Linked DNA regions of Mus musculus: regions 2, 3, 4 and 5 are each linked to region 1. Evidence: chromatin contacts called from public promoter capture Hi-C data. All regions are on one chromosome and are shown on one strand. Each heading gives the region's core, a stretch centred on a gene start, on an enhancer-like site or on the middle of the called end of the contact. The rest is flanking DNA. Distances are from core to core; before and after follow the strand shown. Region 1 holds the start of Arf4 (ADP-ribosylation factor 4). Region 2 holds the start of Selenok (selenoprotein K). Region 3 holds the start of Dcp1a (decapping mRNA 1A). Region 4 holds the start of Gnl3 (guanine nucleotide binding protein-like 3 (nucleolar)). Region 5 holds the start of Nt5dc2 (5'-nucleotidase domain containing 2).

The links. Promoter capture Hi-C pulls out the DNA fragments that hold promoters and counts their contacts.
Region 2: a promoter capture Hi-C map of pre-B cells shows a contact between it and region 1, with 2.7 times the contacts expected there. The contact joins the promoter of Selenok here to the promoter of Arf4 in region 1.
Region 3: a promoter capture Hi-C map of liver shows a contact between it and region 1, with 2.6 times the contacts expected there. The contact joins the promoter of Dcp1a here to the promoter of Arf4 in region 1. A contact is called at or near these places in 3 of 39 promoter capture datasets (frontonasal cranial neural crest, liver and pre-B cells).
Region 4: a contact with region 1 is called in a promoter capture Hi-C map of pre-B cells, with 3 times the contacts expected there. The contact joins the promoter of Gnl3 here to the promoter of Arf4 in region 1. A contact is called at or near these places in 4 of 39 promoter capture datasets (cranial neural crest, hippocampal neurons, liver and 1 more), 1 of 484 Hi-C or Micro-C datasets (muscle stem cells) and 1 of 9 other capture datasets (liver).
Region 5: a promoter capture Hi-C map of pre-B cells shows a contact between it and region 1, with 2.4 times the contacts expected there. The contact joins the promoter of Nt5dc2 here to the promoter of Arf4 in region 1. A contact is called at or near these places in 2 of 39 promoter capture datasets (cranial neural crest and pre-B cells).

The regions. Positions count from the first base shown.
Region 1 is chr14:26,636,814-26,639,568 of GRCm38.p6, reverse strand. Arf4 (ADP-ribosylation factor 4) reads right to left here and starts at 1,435. Exons shown (of 6, transcript NM_007479.4): 1 at 1,083-1,435. The coding sequence starts at 1,149.
Region 2 is chr14:29,967,084-29,969,789 of GRCm38.p6, reverse strand. Selenok (selenoprotein K) reads right to left here and starts at 1,410. Exons shown (of 5, transcript NM_019979.2): 1 at 1,254-1,410. The coding sequence starts at 1,272.
Region 3 is chr14:30,478,131-30,480,830 of GRCm38.p6, reverse strand. Dcp1a (decapping mRNA 1A) reads right to left here and starts at 1,266. Exons shown (of 10, transcript NM_133761.3): 1 at 1,015-1,266. The coding sequence starts at 1,209. It also overlaps a transcript of Cacna1d not described here.
Region 4 is chr14:31,017,736-31,020,456 of GRCm38.p6, reverse strand. Gnl3 (guanine nucleotide binding protein-like 3 (nucleolar)) reads left to right here and starts at 1,326. Exons shown (of 15, transcript NM_153547.6): 1 at 1,326-1,528; 2 at 2,591-2,649. The coding sequence starts at 1,516. Pbrm1 (polybromo 1) reads right to left here and starts at 1,319. Exons shown (of 33, transcript NM_001081251.1): 1 at 1,164-1,319. RefSeq lists an enhancer at 588-616.
Region 5 is chr14:31,129,731-31,132,430 of GRCm38.p6, reverse strand. Nt5dc2 (5'-nucleotidase domain containing 2) reads right to left here and starts at 1,342. Exons shown (of 14, transcript NM_001374087.1): 1 at 1,055-1,342. The coding sequence starts at 1,274.

The DNA.
Region 1 (2,755 bases), core at 186-2,685:
ACAATAGCCAATTTGTACAGCCACGCTCTGCAGCACTACGGAAACTGAAGCGCTCCATAGGAGTGGGTGCTCAAAATAACCCTTTGCTCCTCACACTCAACAAGCGTCAACATTCAGTGTTCTCGGGGCTTTTTAAAAGGCGTCATTCAGGTCCTTGCAACTCAGCTGTGAGGTAGACTGCTGTACTAAGGAGAGGCCACTTTACAATGCCCAAGCGAAAGGCCTCCGCTGGGCAATAAAACCTGTCACAGCGAGGCAGCTTTTTAAACAAACGATTTTTTTTTTTTTTTGTAGCTCAATTGAGGTGCTTTACAACTATCCGTTTAAAAAAAAAAAAGATTTCGTCTCTAAAAGCTTTTGGATTTTATTATTATCCAGGCCAAATGGATAAGATTCGTATGAAAGAGCAAAGATAGCAAACCAAACAGGTTTAGAACTGAAAGACAGCCATGGGATAACTTTCATTTTCACAGAATAGGCTTCATAATCACGAGAAAAGAAAGTCGAATCCAGAGCAAGGCAAAGTTAAGCAAAGTGAGCTCAGAAGTCTCCGGACTTTTTTTCCGAATCTTGGGTAGCACCAAGTGTGACTTCGCCACAGTGGGCCTGGTCACTTCCTGCCCCAGGCGGCTCCTGGCCCGGGCCACATACCGATGGTTGTGTGCACAGGGCGTACACGACCAAGAAAGGGGGAGGAGGAGGAAGGCTGGAATAGGCCAGCTTCACTCTCGACCGCTGCCCACCGCCAGGGAAGTGAGGTGGAAGGAAGATTGCACCCTGAGAACGGCACCTTTAGAATGAGCTCCGCCAGTGTGAGCTAACCCTACATCTATCTCCGCTCAATCTCCCCAGGCTCTCAATTACAGCAGGAAGAGAAAGGCACGTAAAGCCAGGAGCGAGGAAATCTGGCCCAACTCTCTGGCTCAGCCTCTGTGGGAAACAAACCCCTCGCCCCTCGCCCCCATTGTTCCCCGAACGATGCTTCTTGATCGCCCTCCCCCACCGCAGCCGGAGAAGGCTGGGCGCCGGGCCACCGGCTGGCGAAGACACATGGCCTTCCCCGGCCCCGGTCCCTCACTCACCCATCAAAATGCGCATCTGCTTCTTGCCGAACAGGCGCGAGAAGAGAGAGGAGATGGTGAGGCCCATAGCGGTGGTGGCACTTGACGGTCAAAAGGAGGGGGTCTGGTGCGCCCTCGGGCCTTCACGGTTCCGGCTCACAACCGAGTGGGCGGAGGAGAAAACGCTGAAGACCTGTCTCGCTGGCTGGAGTGTCGGCGAAGCCGCGGGACAGGACGTAGCGGGACCGGGACCTGCTAGGCGTCTGGTGCGGTGGCTCCGGCGCGGCGTTAAGTGTTCGGCTGTGCCACGTCACACGGCGGCCGCGGAGACTCAGGCGGCGGCCCGCCCGCTCCAACGCGGACAGAATCGCGTCAGCGCTGCCCCACCCCCCTGCGTTGCAGGCGCCGCCCGGGCCACCGCGCCTGCGCGCAATGGGCCTGAGCCCGCTACGCCGACGTGCGAACTACCGGACGTGGAGCCCAGCGAAGACGGTTGGCACAGGCAGACGGAAGGACAGGCGGGCTCCCATGAGTCCTTGCTGCATCTCGTCCAATGGGGTTCGAGGTGAGTGGCTTCCGCCCGGATGAATAGTAGTAGTCCAAGGTTCGGGTAGGCGAGATGTGCATTGTGGGCTGAGTGGTGACGTTCTTGCTGACCTCTGGGTGACTTCTTCACGGGAGCCTCGGTGGTTTCCCACTCCCACAAATGTAATCAAATCTTGCAAGCAACCAGTAAGTTTGTCACAATGAAGGAACGAAGATGGACCCTGTTTTAATAAAAAATTTCCAGGCTGGGTAGGGACATGCGATGAGACGGATTTCATGTGAAATATCCTTAGTAGCTCGCTGCTCACAGCAAGCAGGGATAGGAGATCCAAAGACAACCCGCACAACAAAGGAAAGTCTTTACTCGCATAGACTTAATTTTATTCATTTTTTGAAAAAAACTTATAGACATCTAAAGTATCCCTCTAAGGATAAAGGGGTCTCTGATTTTTGCAGTTGGGTGAAAGTATTAGTAATTAAAGCGTGGCTGGCCTTCACAAGGGCAGCATCTGATTCTAGCTTCTCCAGAGAGAATTAAAAACAGACCTGCTGGCAGAGTAAAGGTGGAAAACTCCTAGGCATGACGCCAAGAATCATCAGAATGCTATGACGGTTTTCCATCCGCTTCCAGTACTGAGGATGGAACCCAGGATTTCAAAGCTTGCTAAGAGCGTTCTACCACTGTGGACAGTTTTCCTTTTGAGATGACAAACTGCTCTCGAATTTGTGATCCTCCTACATCACCCTCCAGAATGGCCAGGTTTCTTGGCTTGTACCACCACACCCAGTAGAGTACTAATTTTTTGAGAGGTCAACTAAAGACTGCGTTTCTGAAACAGGAACCTTGTCTGTCCTATTCATTCCTATTATTCCCAGAATAATAATGAAGAATTTACTACCGTTTTACTGGTTACAAAATACGATGTAGGGGGGAAGCAAATTATCTAAGAATGTCACCTTATAACTATTGCTAAAGTTTACCGTTAGTAGCGCCCACAATCCTACCCTTCCTAGTTAGTGTTCACCAGCTCTTAAGTATTTTCTCTAGGAAGGTACTTTTTGTTTGAGCAGTTCTCTATTTCTTAGGTTCAATGTGTGATGTCTTCTGTTCAGAAATAAGGCTTCCTATTTAATGTTATTGGCAAGAG
Region 2 (2,706 bases), core at 161-2,660, 3.3 Mb before region 1:
CTTTGCCATCTCCTTCTCACTGGTAAAATGCACATGACATTTTAGTGGCGAGATGGATGCAGCAGAAGAACACTGATCACTTTTGAGTGCATAGCTGTATGAGCTAGTGACCTAAATTGCAAATAACAGAATCTGCGAGCGCTCGAAACTGAAGATGGAATGATGATGCTTCCTGTAGTGCCCATCACACCACCTATCCCAAAGCTTTGTAATCAGGAGGTGAAATCCTGAAAAAAGCCGAGAAATTCAAAGTGCTCTCAGCCCTAAGACTTCTGCTAATCGCCCTACTCTCTAGAGATACAGAGATGAATCTGATACAACCACACCTATTTCCAGGGCCCCAAGAGAGTCTTGTAGAAATGCGCCAAGGAGTCTCACCTAAGTCACACAGGTGGGCAGATGGTTCTGGCACTGATACGACCTTCTCAGGCTGTATTTTTTTCTTTTCCAGTAATTGGAGACTTGCTTCCCAAGTTCTTTCAAACTGGGTAAAGTCTTGGGCTTAGGACTAGCTACACTTTTAGGGGAGAAAAATCTGTCACAACTTTTGTATTGCCTGGCGTGGTGGTGCTTGCCTTTAATTTAATCCCACTACTCCGGAGTCAGAGGCAGGAGGATCTTTGGGAGTTAGTGGCCACCTTAGCGTACACAGTGAGTTACAGGGCAGATAAAACTACAAAGTGAGACCCTGTCTCCAGATTTTATTTATTTTTTTCATATTCTTGCTAGTCCTGCATCACCACCATCGCCATCATTATTGTACGCATTATAGAGGCAGTATGGTAGGTAATACTGGAGCCAACCTGAGTTCAATTTAACCTAAATTTCATATTGCCTTTGTGATCTTTAGCGAGCTAGTCAATCTATGTCTCAGTCTGCATCCGAAAAACAGGGATAGAAATACACCATCTGAATAGAACAGTTACAAGGATGAAAGAGATGCTAGGCAAAGAACGCGGCTCTAGCGGCCCAAACAAAAGCGCGTTGTATCCGGACCGGGTTAGCGTCTCTGTCATTCCCGGGTTAAGGACACCCGCGCCCGGGATCACTATCGCAAACCCACAATCGGAAAATTGGCTGTACCAGGAGGCTTCAGGGTCCCCCAGCGGCACCCGGGGACCTTCTGGGCTGCGCCTCGGCTCCCACCGCCTCCGCTTCCCACTCCTTCCGGCCACTGGTGTGGGGGAGGCCGCCCCAAGCTCAGGACCCGGCGAGTCAGGACAGAAGCGGCCCAGGGTAAGGCTCTCACTCACCATTCGAGATGTAAACCATCTTCCCTCCGGTTGCCTGCTTCCTAGCGACAGAGAAGACCGGACGCCCCTGTTGTCGCCGTACCTAGCCTCCCGCCCCGCCCTGTACGTCACAGGCCACTGACAGACCCAAGTCAGGCTAGAGGTGGGTCGAGCCCATTGGCTGCTGGGAGACCACTCCTGACTAGAGGTTCCGCCCAGTCACACAAGTAACTTCCGCTGGCGTGGATACTGCCTGAGTCAGGAGACCGGATATGACGTCTAGGAGAAACATTGTTTGAGGGTCCTTTTCCCCACCCCCCTCACTTGGTTCCGGTTTGACCGAGAGTCTTTGAGGCCACAGCACTGCCGACCGGAAGTTGCTTGCTAGTTGGCAGACACGCGCAGGGTTCGGGTCCGAGGTGGCTCGAAGGGCTTGGAGGGCGGAACGTTCCTCAGCTTTCCAGATGTGTTGCTGTCTTTTGGAGTGGCAGGGAGAGGCTCTGAGGCGGTGTCTGGGACATGAAGAGCTTTAACCATCAGGTTTTGCTGAACTCACTTTTAAGTCCCTCTGGACCGTATTCCCTTTAAGCCGGTTATTTCTGCTCTCAGTTTATTTGTTTTGCTTTTTTGAAACAGGACTCACACTGTATTCCTGGCTCTGAGCTCACATTGTAGACGAGGCTGGCCCTAAACGCAAAGATCTGCCTGCCTCTGCCTCCGTAGCGCAGGGATGAAAGACAAGCCTCACCACACCCAGCTGGTTTTTGTTTTTGTCTTTTGTCTTGTTTTTGTTTGTTTTTGATTTGGGATCTGTGTATCCCAGGCTGCCCTTGAACTCACTTTGTAGACCAGGCCTATACCAGTACTCATGTGGCATAGGCAGGTGGATCTGTATAAGTTCAAGAAGTGGAATTTGTTATTTTTCGAGACTGTTTTTCTGTGTAGCCCTGGCTGCCCTGTAACTAGCTCTGTAGAGCAGGCTGTTCTTGAACTCAGAGATCCACCTGTCTCTTGCCTCCCAAGTGCTGGGACTAAAGGTGTAACCAACACCCAGCTAAGAAGTGGCATTTTTAATAGCTGTAGAGACACAACTAGGGAAAATCAAATGAACTTCAGAATGACAATTTCCTCTGCTTGTCAGCATTGTAGACGTGACATATGCGTTAGAAGGCAGGTCTTGGGCATCCAGTAAGTTTGAAGAAAATTCCTTGCTGCCCCTGTTGTGTTTCCTTTGTGGTGCGGGGAGTGGGGGTGAGGAGAGGGGAAGGGAGGAATGAGGTGTGCAGTCAGTACAGAAAGGGAGAGTTGGGTGTTTTCCACCTTATTGGACTGGCTAGGGAGCTCTGGCCATCTGCCTGTCTCATCCTCCAGGATAGGTCTGAGTTGTGTGCAACCACTGTTGGCTTTTACATGACTGCTGGGGATTCTAAAATCCAGGCCCTCATGTCTGTGTAGCAGTCACTTTACCCACCGA
Region 3 (2,700 bases), core at 17-2,516, 3.8 Mb before region 1:
TAGAAACCATTCTCTGCCTTAGGCAAATTTGGTAGGGTTTTAAAATAAACAACTGAAAATGTGACTAAGAAATTGTAACTCGGGGTGGGTATATAGCCCAGTGGTAGAGGAACAGTGCCTGCCTGCTATCAGGGGGTCTTGGGTTTGAGTTCCTGTACTACAAGAAATAAACAAGAAAATCGAACATTAGTATTCTTTCTTTTGCTGCAACAGCGTTAACTCGGGTTTTCAGCGCAGGTGTTGAGCTTTAATGTTCTAAAACCGAACCTCTGTATAGCCCAATGAGTGAATGAGGAAAAACGGAGCACAAGAAAAGGGGCCGTGTACACAGGTGCTTCGAGTTGAGGTTAACTAGAATCTGCGAGTAGACAAAGTAACTTCTGCAACTCTATGCCACTCACACAATCCCAAAAGAAGGGAGCCATCAAAGGTCCTAGCACTGGTCTCTTTTTCTTGCAAACGTCTCCAAGGAATCCAGTTCTTACTGAAGTAGCCTTGAAAATTTTCCTCAAATTCCAGAGATACAGAGTAGTTCGACTAAAGCTGGTCTAACTCCTGAAGCTGATTTTTAAAGCTTCAAATCCAAACCATCACATTTAGGTCGGCAGGGAAAGAGGAGCGGACTCTTCCATCAAGTACATGTATCTAAGAGTCCTCAAAGTCTTCAAACACAGGCTTTCACTCACTTGTTAAAATTAACTTGTCTCATATTTTACCAATGCAACCTCAAGCCCCGAGAACCGACCCAAAAAGACTGATCCTGCCTCGTTTCTCTCCTCCATCCGATTTCCCTGCTCTGTCTCTGGTCTACTCCTTCCGCTACATTCTTTCAATTCCGCGTGCCCCGGTCACCTCTTTGGCTCCGGACCCGGTTTTGGGAGAGGTCCCGGCCTCGCCTTTGCGGTCCTGGGCTCCTGCTTCTCTCCCCCACCCCCAATCCTCAGCTGTCTGCGCGGTCCCTTTAAGAGGCGGCAGCGGCCAGGCTGGCCTTGTCCCCGGCCGGGCCTCACTCACCCACTGGTTGGCTTTGGGGCAGAAAGTGTACAGGGCGACCTGGCCCGTGAGGTCTGCGATGCTGGTGATATAGGGGTCGTGTTGTTTCAAGGCCGCCAGACTCATCTCTTGCTCAGCTCGACTCAACAACTCCATCTTGGATCTCAGAGCCGAGCCCCTCCGGCGGGGGCGGACTGTGGAACAGGAAAGTGCCATCCAGGCAAAGTTCCCCCAGCTCAGTCAGCCCTCCACTTCCGCCTACCGGCCCAGCCTTGCCGAGCGTGGTACTTCAGCTAATCTCATCCGCTGCTCCTGTGCGCCAGGAGCCCTGGTTCCGATTTTCTTCGGGCCGCGTCTGCCGGAAGAGACAGGCCCCCGCGCCTGCGCGGTGGAGCCGTGAGCTGATAGTCCGGAGACCTCTCTCACCTGGCGGGGTGTGAACCGGTTCCCTGAATGAACCTGACTCCTGCCGGGGAGGCTGCACCCCAGCGCAGTCCCTAACTCGGGTTCCGGCGCAGAATCGAAATGCTTGCTGCTGAGGACATGAGGTCTCCACGTACCATTTAGAAAACTCAGACCTGGCTGGAGAGATGGCTCAGCGTTTAAGAGCACTGACTGCTCTTCCGAAAGGTCCTGAGTTCAAATCCCAGCAACCACATGGTGGCTCACAACCATCTGTACAGCTACAGTGTACTCATATACATAAAATAAATAAATCTTTAAAAAAAGAAAAAAGAAAACTCAGTCCAAATGAGGAAGGGGAGCTGTCCGTCACTTCTGACCTCAGAGTGCACCTTCACTCTTAACAGTTTGGTAACTTTTGAAAGAAATGTTTCAAAGCAGCCAAACTAGCCTGCCTGGAACTACAATAGACTTGGCCTACCCTCTTTTGCTCGTCTTTTTCCTCATCTGGGTCCCAGATAAATATTTCTATTGTTCTATAGAGACGTCTATTATTTAAAATAGTAAGTAGATCTCTTTTAAAAAGAAAACATTTATTGGGCATTTTAAGGGATCAGGAAGTACTAAGAGGTAAAGCAAAGTGCTCAGGCTGTTTTCATTGAGTTGCTTTAAAAACCATCGTTTCTCTTTATTGAAGACATCTCAGCACAAATGAACATTTTTGAAAGGATAAACTTTACATTTTCTCAAAGTACCCCCACATATTTGTGTTGCTTGTGGTTTTACATACTAATGGAAGGGCAAACTTTACATTCTTGACAGAACCGCGTGTGAAGCAACTACAAAAGCTGGAACAGCCGCCTATCGGTTATTCACCCTTCACTTCTGTACACACTCACTGATCTTATTGAGTGGTTGCCAGCTCCGAGCTTCCAACTCTTTTGGCTCTAGGAGAAACTAAACGCAAGCAAACAGCCCCATGATAGATGTCTCTCTTTGAATTCCAGAGGGTGGCGTCCTTATTGCCATCTGAGCCAGGAAAGGTAGTGAAGGAACCTCACTACCAGTTCCAGCATGGCAGGCAAGGTTCTGGCAGACCTTGCTCTTCTCCCCTTTTCCCTCTGCCTTGCTAAAAACTGTTAGATTTTATTCCTAACACTAGCCACCAAGGTCTAGTCCCTAATTTAGCCACTTCTTTCTCCTGAGGCCGACTACCAAAGTCCAGCTATAAAAGTATTGAAGTCCAGCAATCAAAAGCCCCCTTTAGTTCACCTAATTAATGTGCCCAATTAAAATTAAACACAT
Region 4 (2,721 bases), core at 77-2,576, 4.4 Mb before region 1:
CACACGCCTGTAAACCCAGCATTCAGGAGACTGAGGCGGGTGATCCAGAAGTCTGAGGTAAATCTAGCAGCAAAGTAAGGCCACTTCAAAGATAAACGAGGATACTTTCCAATCTTTCATTTTGGATCTTAAAAACTACTAAAGCAAAAGCTATGTTCCTCAACATCTGGAATCCAATATGCTTCTGAATTACTTTGGGGGGAAAAGCCTACTACCAAATGGGTTAAGAAAGAAACGTATAACCACTTTTTTGTTTTAATGGCAGGTCTCACTATGTAACCCAAGTACACTGGAACTTGCGATACTCCCAACTCAAGAGCTAGAACAGGTGTTTTCTACTGTGCCTGGCTCCTACAGTAAGTTTTGAAAAGTTTGGATTAAGATAGCATATTCCACCATACGCTTCTATAGTTAGTCCTCGAATTCCTACATCCGGTCTATTGTGTATTTGTCATTTGTTTTCCAGGAATTTTATATTTTTGTCCCCCCTTTGATATCAAATTTTCTTAAAATAAGACTCACTTCTTCAGAAAACAAAATTTTGAAACGGAAAATACTTTTAAAACCAGAAAATACAGTTTACAAAAACTCAACTCGTCGTGACGGTACAAATGAGAAGCTTAAGTACCTAGCCTGTAAATAAGTAAGTCTCTCTGACAAAAACAAAAAAATATTCCGTTTGGGCGATCATTGGGAAAGAAAAAAACAAAAACAAAAACTCAATAGGGAGTTTTTTGCCGAACGCACAAGAAACCAAAAAAAAAAAAAAAAAAAAAAAAAAAAAAAAAAAAAAAAAGAGGCCTTGAGAGGCGGAGGAAAAGAAGAGTTCGCCCGACCTGTCACTGGTTCTGGGGCTAAAGGAAACGTTGACAGCTTTGAAGGCGGCCCGCGACGGGCGGGAAAGAGCAGCGAAGGGAGTTTCCGGGCCCTGCTCTGCCTTTGTCCCGGCGGCAGGTGCGGCCGGGCTGCTGGGCCCTGTCCCGAGGCCCCGCCGCCGTGCCGTGCCGCGCCCCGCCCCGCGCCCTGCCCGACCAGCGCGTCCGCACCACGGGGCGGGGCCTCCGCCGCGACTCCCGCCCGCCCGCCCGCCCGCCCGGGCCGACACAAAGGCCCGGCAGCCGGCCGAGGAGGGGCGGCCCCGCCCGCCCCGGGCCCGGCCTTACCCCGCCGCTCCGCCGCCTGCAGCCCCGGCTGCGGTCCCCGACCGCCGAGCCCCGCCCCGTGGCCGCCACGGCTGCTAGCGCTCCTCTGGCCGCGGCCGTCTCTCCGGCACCCGCCGCCCTCACCGCCCTCACCCCTCCCAGTGCTGCCGTAAATCCAACCTGTGGCCGCCAGGCGAGCCCGGCTCGGCGCGACAGTGTATGTGTGTGCGCGCGCACTCGGCCCGGCCCCGACACACTTTCCGGCAGGTCCTGGAGCGCGTGACGTTGAACCGCAGTTCCAGTTCGCACGTGGCGCCCGAGAAGTCGTGGTGATCCCGAGACCTCCTCTGCTCCTGAAGCGTCCGCGGCCAGGATGAAGAGGCCTAGTGAGTGGGGTCGGGAGCGAAACGCGCGGGTGGTGCTTTGTGGCTGGAGGGAGAGGACTCTCCATAGGCCATTGATGAGTTCCGCGTAGATCTGATGCTTAGAAGGCCCAGACCCAAATTTGGCCTGTTGTATAGCAGGAGAGCTAAGCCCTTGAGAGGAAAACCGAGCCAGATTTCTGTGATTAACGTGTTTGAGCCTCTTTTCGAGCCTGCCGTTTTCCTAGAACTATTCAGAACCATGGTCTTTCGGCCTTGGTGGCACGCGCCCTAATCATGTACACGAAGGATGACGCAGTAAGATAGAAAGTTTGCAGCCAGCCTGGGCTGTATACTGAAACCATGGCTTAAAAATTAAAAAAAGAGCCTGGCCGTGTTGGCGCACGCCTTTAATCCCAGCACTTGGGAGGCAGAGGCAGGCGAATTTCTGAGATCGAGGCCAGCCTGGTCTACCAGGACAGCCAGGGCTACACAGAGAAACCCTGTCTCGAAAAAATAAAAATAAAGAAAGAAACCTTGATATTTGTAGTGCTTTCCTCTAGAAGCTGCTTCCATTGTGGGTCCACCGAGTCGAATTGACTGGCGTTGTGGTGTGATTTCCATTAAATACCCTGCATAACTTTGCAGGGACGGTTGAGGCAAGATCTATGTTGCCCGGGATAGCCTTATTGTTGTAGGCCCCCATGGCCTGATAAAACAATCTCTTGAGGGCCAGGAATATGGCTATAAACACTTGCCACTAAGCCTTACTGTCAAGAGTTCAAACTCATATGATAGGTAGAACTGACTCCTGGAAATTGCTTTCAGACCTACACACAAAATAAGTAAATGAAACATTTTGGGTATGGAGTGAAGACCCAGGGTTGTCCCAGCCCACGTGGCAGCTCCATGCTGTCTGTAGAAGGACAAGTGATGAAGCCCTCTTGTGGCTTCCTTTGCAAGAACACTACATGCACGTGGTTGGTCTGCTGACAAGAGAGGGCAAAACATCCATATAGGTGATGTGAGAAATTTAAAACACTCACTGCTCATGTGTGCAGTCTTTCTCTTTCTTTGTTTTGGCAGAGTTAAAGAAAGCGAGTAAACGTATGACCTGCCATAAGCGATATAAAATTCAAAAAAAGGTAAGTGTTCTGTGAGGCCCATAGCAAGTGGGGTGCTAACATGGCTTTCTTCATCTCTGTGGGGAAGGCTCT
Region 5 (2,700 bases), core at 93-2,592, 4.5 Mb before region 1:
AGAACGTTGACTTCTTAAATAATCCTGGTCACCCTGCAATATTCCCAATCCTTAAGAGCAACCATTCTTGAGAGGTCTCAAGTAATCTGACTGCAGCACGTCAAGAGGTGAACTCTGGCCAGCGTCCAGCTCTCCTCACAGCTGGAGTGGAAACCCTAGTCCAGTCACAGCTGGAACCTCCCTGTCAGGGCTCCTCTGTCTTATCAGACAATGCAAGCCACCTCACCTCTGGGGCTTCCTGCAGAAGGTCCCCAGGCTCCTGCTTGGCCTTGTTCTTTCTGAGTCATCAACGAAATTCTGGGACAGAACACTGAGGGTCTTCAGAGGGTGTGAAGCCGAGGGCCACCCTGCTGGGCAGTGATAGGGGTCACAGCCCAGACCACATCTATCGGCTGAAGAGGCAGGGCCCCACCAGACCAATGGACAGATGTTCGGCGCTCAGATCTCCAGCCTCATCAGCCCATTCCAAGGGAATGATTAGGAGAGGGTTAAGTGCCTTGTGCAGTTCTATCTGAGATATAGCAACTCCCGAGGGATTGCAGGGGGGGGGGGGGGGCTACAGTAACTTTTCTGTTCCTCCGAGTGTTTAGAGTGCAGTAGACCGCCAGAGACAAGCCAAGAGGTGCCTGCAGTGTCCGTCTGGTGTCACCTTACGTCGTGCCATCTGTGAACACGGCTCAGTCAGTCTTTGTCCACACACTGCAACTAAGGGCCAGAGGAGAACGAGGGACTGGGAGGGGTTCTACCGCTACTGCCCGCAGATTGGACTCAGGAGCAAGACCATGGGGGCCGCGTGCGCAGCGGCCGCTCCAGGCATTCCAAGCTTCTGCCGCCAGAAGACAAAAAGCCCCACTCGCCCCAGGAGTAGCGGTGTCCTGCAGAGACACCTCCTAACAACCCGATGGAGCCTTTTCTAAAACGCCATTTAGCCCTCAGGTTTTGGGACCCCGGCGAGCCCCACCAAGCGTCCTTCACCCCGGTCGGTGCCCTGGCCGTCTGTTGGGCACCGTTCGTCTGACGACCTACGGCTCACTGCCCACCCGGCGTCACCCACCGTGCACCAGCCTCCGCATGTCCTGGTAACGAGCCCATAAGTGCGCGCTGAGGTCCGCGCCGTCTGCGGGCGCCGAGCGCGGGGTGCTGGGGCAGTGGGCTCCGGGACCCGGCGGGCCGCAGCCAGGGCAGGAGGGTGAGGACGAGGCGGCCCGCGGTCCGCTGTGGCCTCTGCACAGCAGCAAGCGCCTAGCTGTCGCCCGCAGTCCGGCACCCGCCATGCCCCCTGCGCGCTGCCCCGGCCGCCCTCCGCCCGTCCGCTGGCCCGCCTGCCCGCCGCTCTCCGACTGCCCGCCCGCCACCGTGGCCGCGTGCTTCTCAAGGCGGCCGGCCAATGGGGGAGGCGCGCGGAGCCCATCCGGCCAATGGACGCACCACTCGGCCCAGGGGGCGGGAGGTCTCCGGGACGGGGCGGAGCGGGCTCCGACCCCCGCCTCCTTGTCCCCTGCTCGGCTCAGGGGCTCTGCGCCCCCCTTTGGTCGTCTCGGTGGCGATGGCGGTACCTTTCCTCCCTTGAGCGGGAAGTCGCAGAGCCCCGGGTCTCCGCGAGATCCTGGACGGCCGAGGAGCAAGAGCGCTCGAGTGTACTGCTCTTCCTTTGCCCAAGGGTCTTTTTGCCCCTCCCCTGCTCTTCTGTCCTATTCTTTCCAGACCAGTTCTCCTGCCCCGGGGCCTCGTGCCCCTGCCCCAGTTTCTGACTGACTGCACGTTCCACTGGAGCTGAGGTCGCTAAGACAACAAGAGCTCTACTTGCTTTCAGTACCAGTCCCAAGCTGGCTAAGACCACTTGGCCTGATGGGCAGCTGACGCCTGCTGAGGCAGCATTTTCTTTGTATTGCCTGGTACCCAACCCAGGTGATCGACTTAAATGAGGAGCCTATCTACTGGGCATACGCTTCTGGCTGTGGGCCAGGATCACTGCAGCCACCAGGTTTTGGCGGCTGTAAAAGGATGGGCCAGACGGTGCAGGCCCCCAGTTGAATTGCCATGGTTTTTTTCAAGCGCTGTCTCAATGAAATTCTTTTCATTCCATCCACTTCTGTTTTCTTAGCTTGCAGGTGTACACTAGGAAAGGCTGGGCCCAATGTCCATTGTTGGTGGTGAGTTGCCCAACTGAACACACGTGGCTGTTGGGTTTAAGGTTGTGTGTAATGTGTACGTTTGTAGTTTGCCTGTACCTATGCTGAGGATCGGGTGTATCAGATTCTGGTCTGGGTAGTCATGGATGCCGAAGGGTGGGCTTATGGGTGGACCCTTGTAGGTCCATTGACCTAGGTGGGCTGTGAAGACCTGGCCACATGTGGATTCCTTCCAAGTGGATGACACTTTACAAGTTTCAGTCCTCAGATCCAAGAGAAATGGCACCAAGTGCCAGGCGTTCACTGTGTGTGGCTTCTCCAGTAGGTACCTCCAGGCAGGCTGCGCTTAGTCAGCTGTTTATGACCCCCCCCCCTCTTTCTCTGCCTTCATGGTTCCCTCACTGCCTCTATTCCTTCCCCAATAAACTCCTTTCATACCAGATTTGTTGCACAGCATAATTTCTCAGGGGCATACCTTGGCATGGGCCCACCAGGCCTCCTCGCTGCAATCTGTCATTTAATTCTGTTTTTTTTTTTTTTTTTTTTGATACAGGGTTTCTCTGTGTAG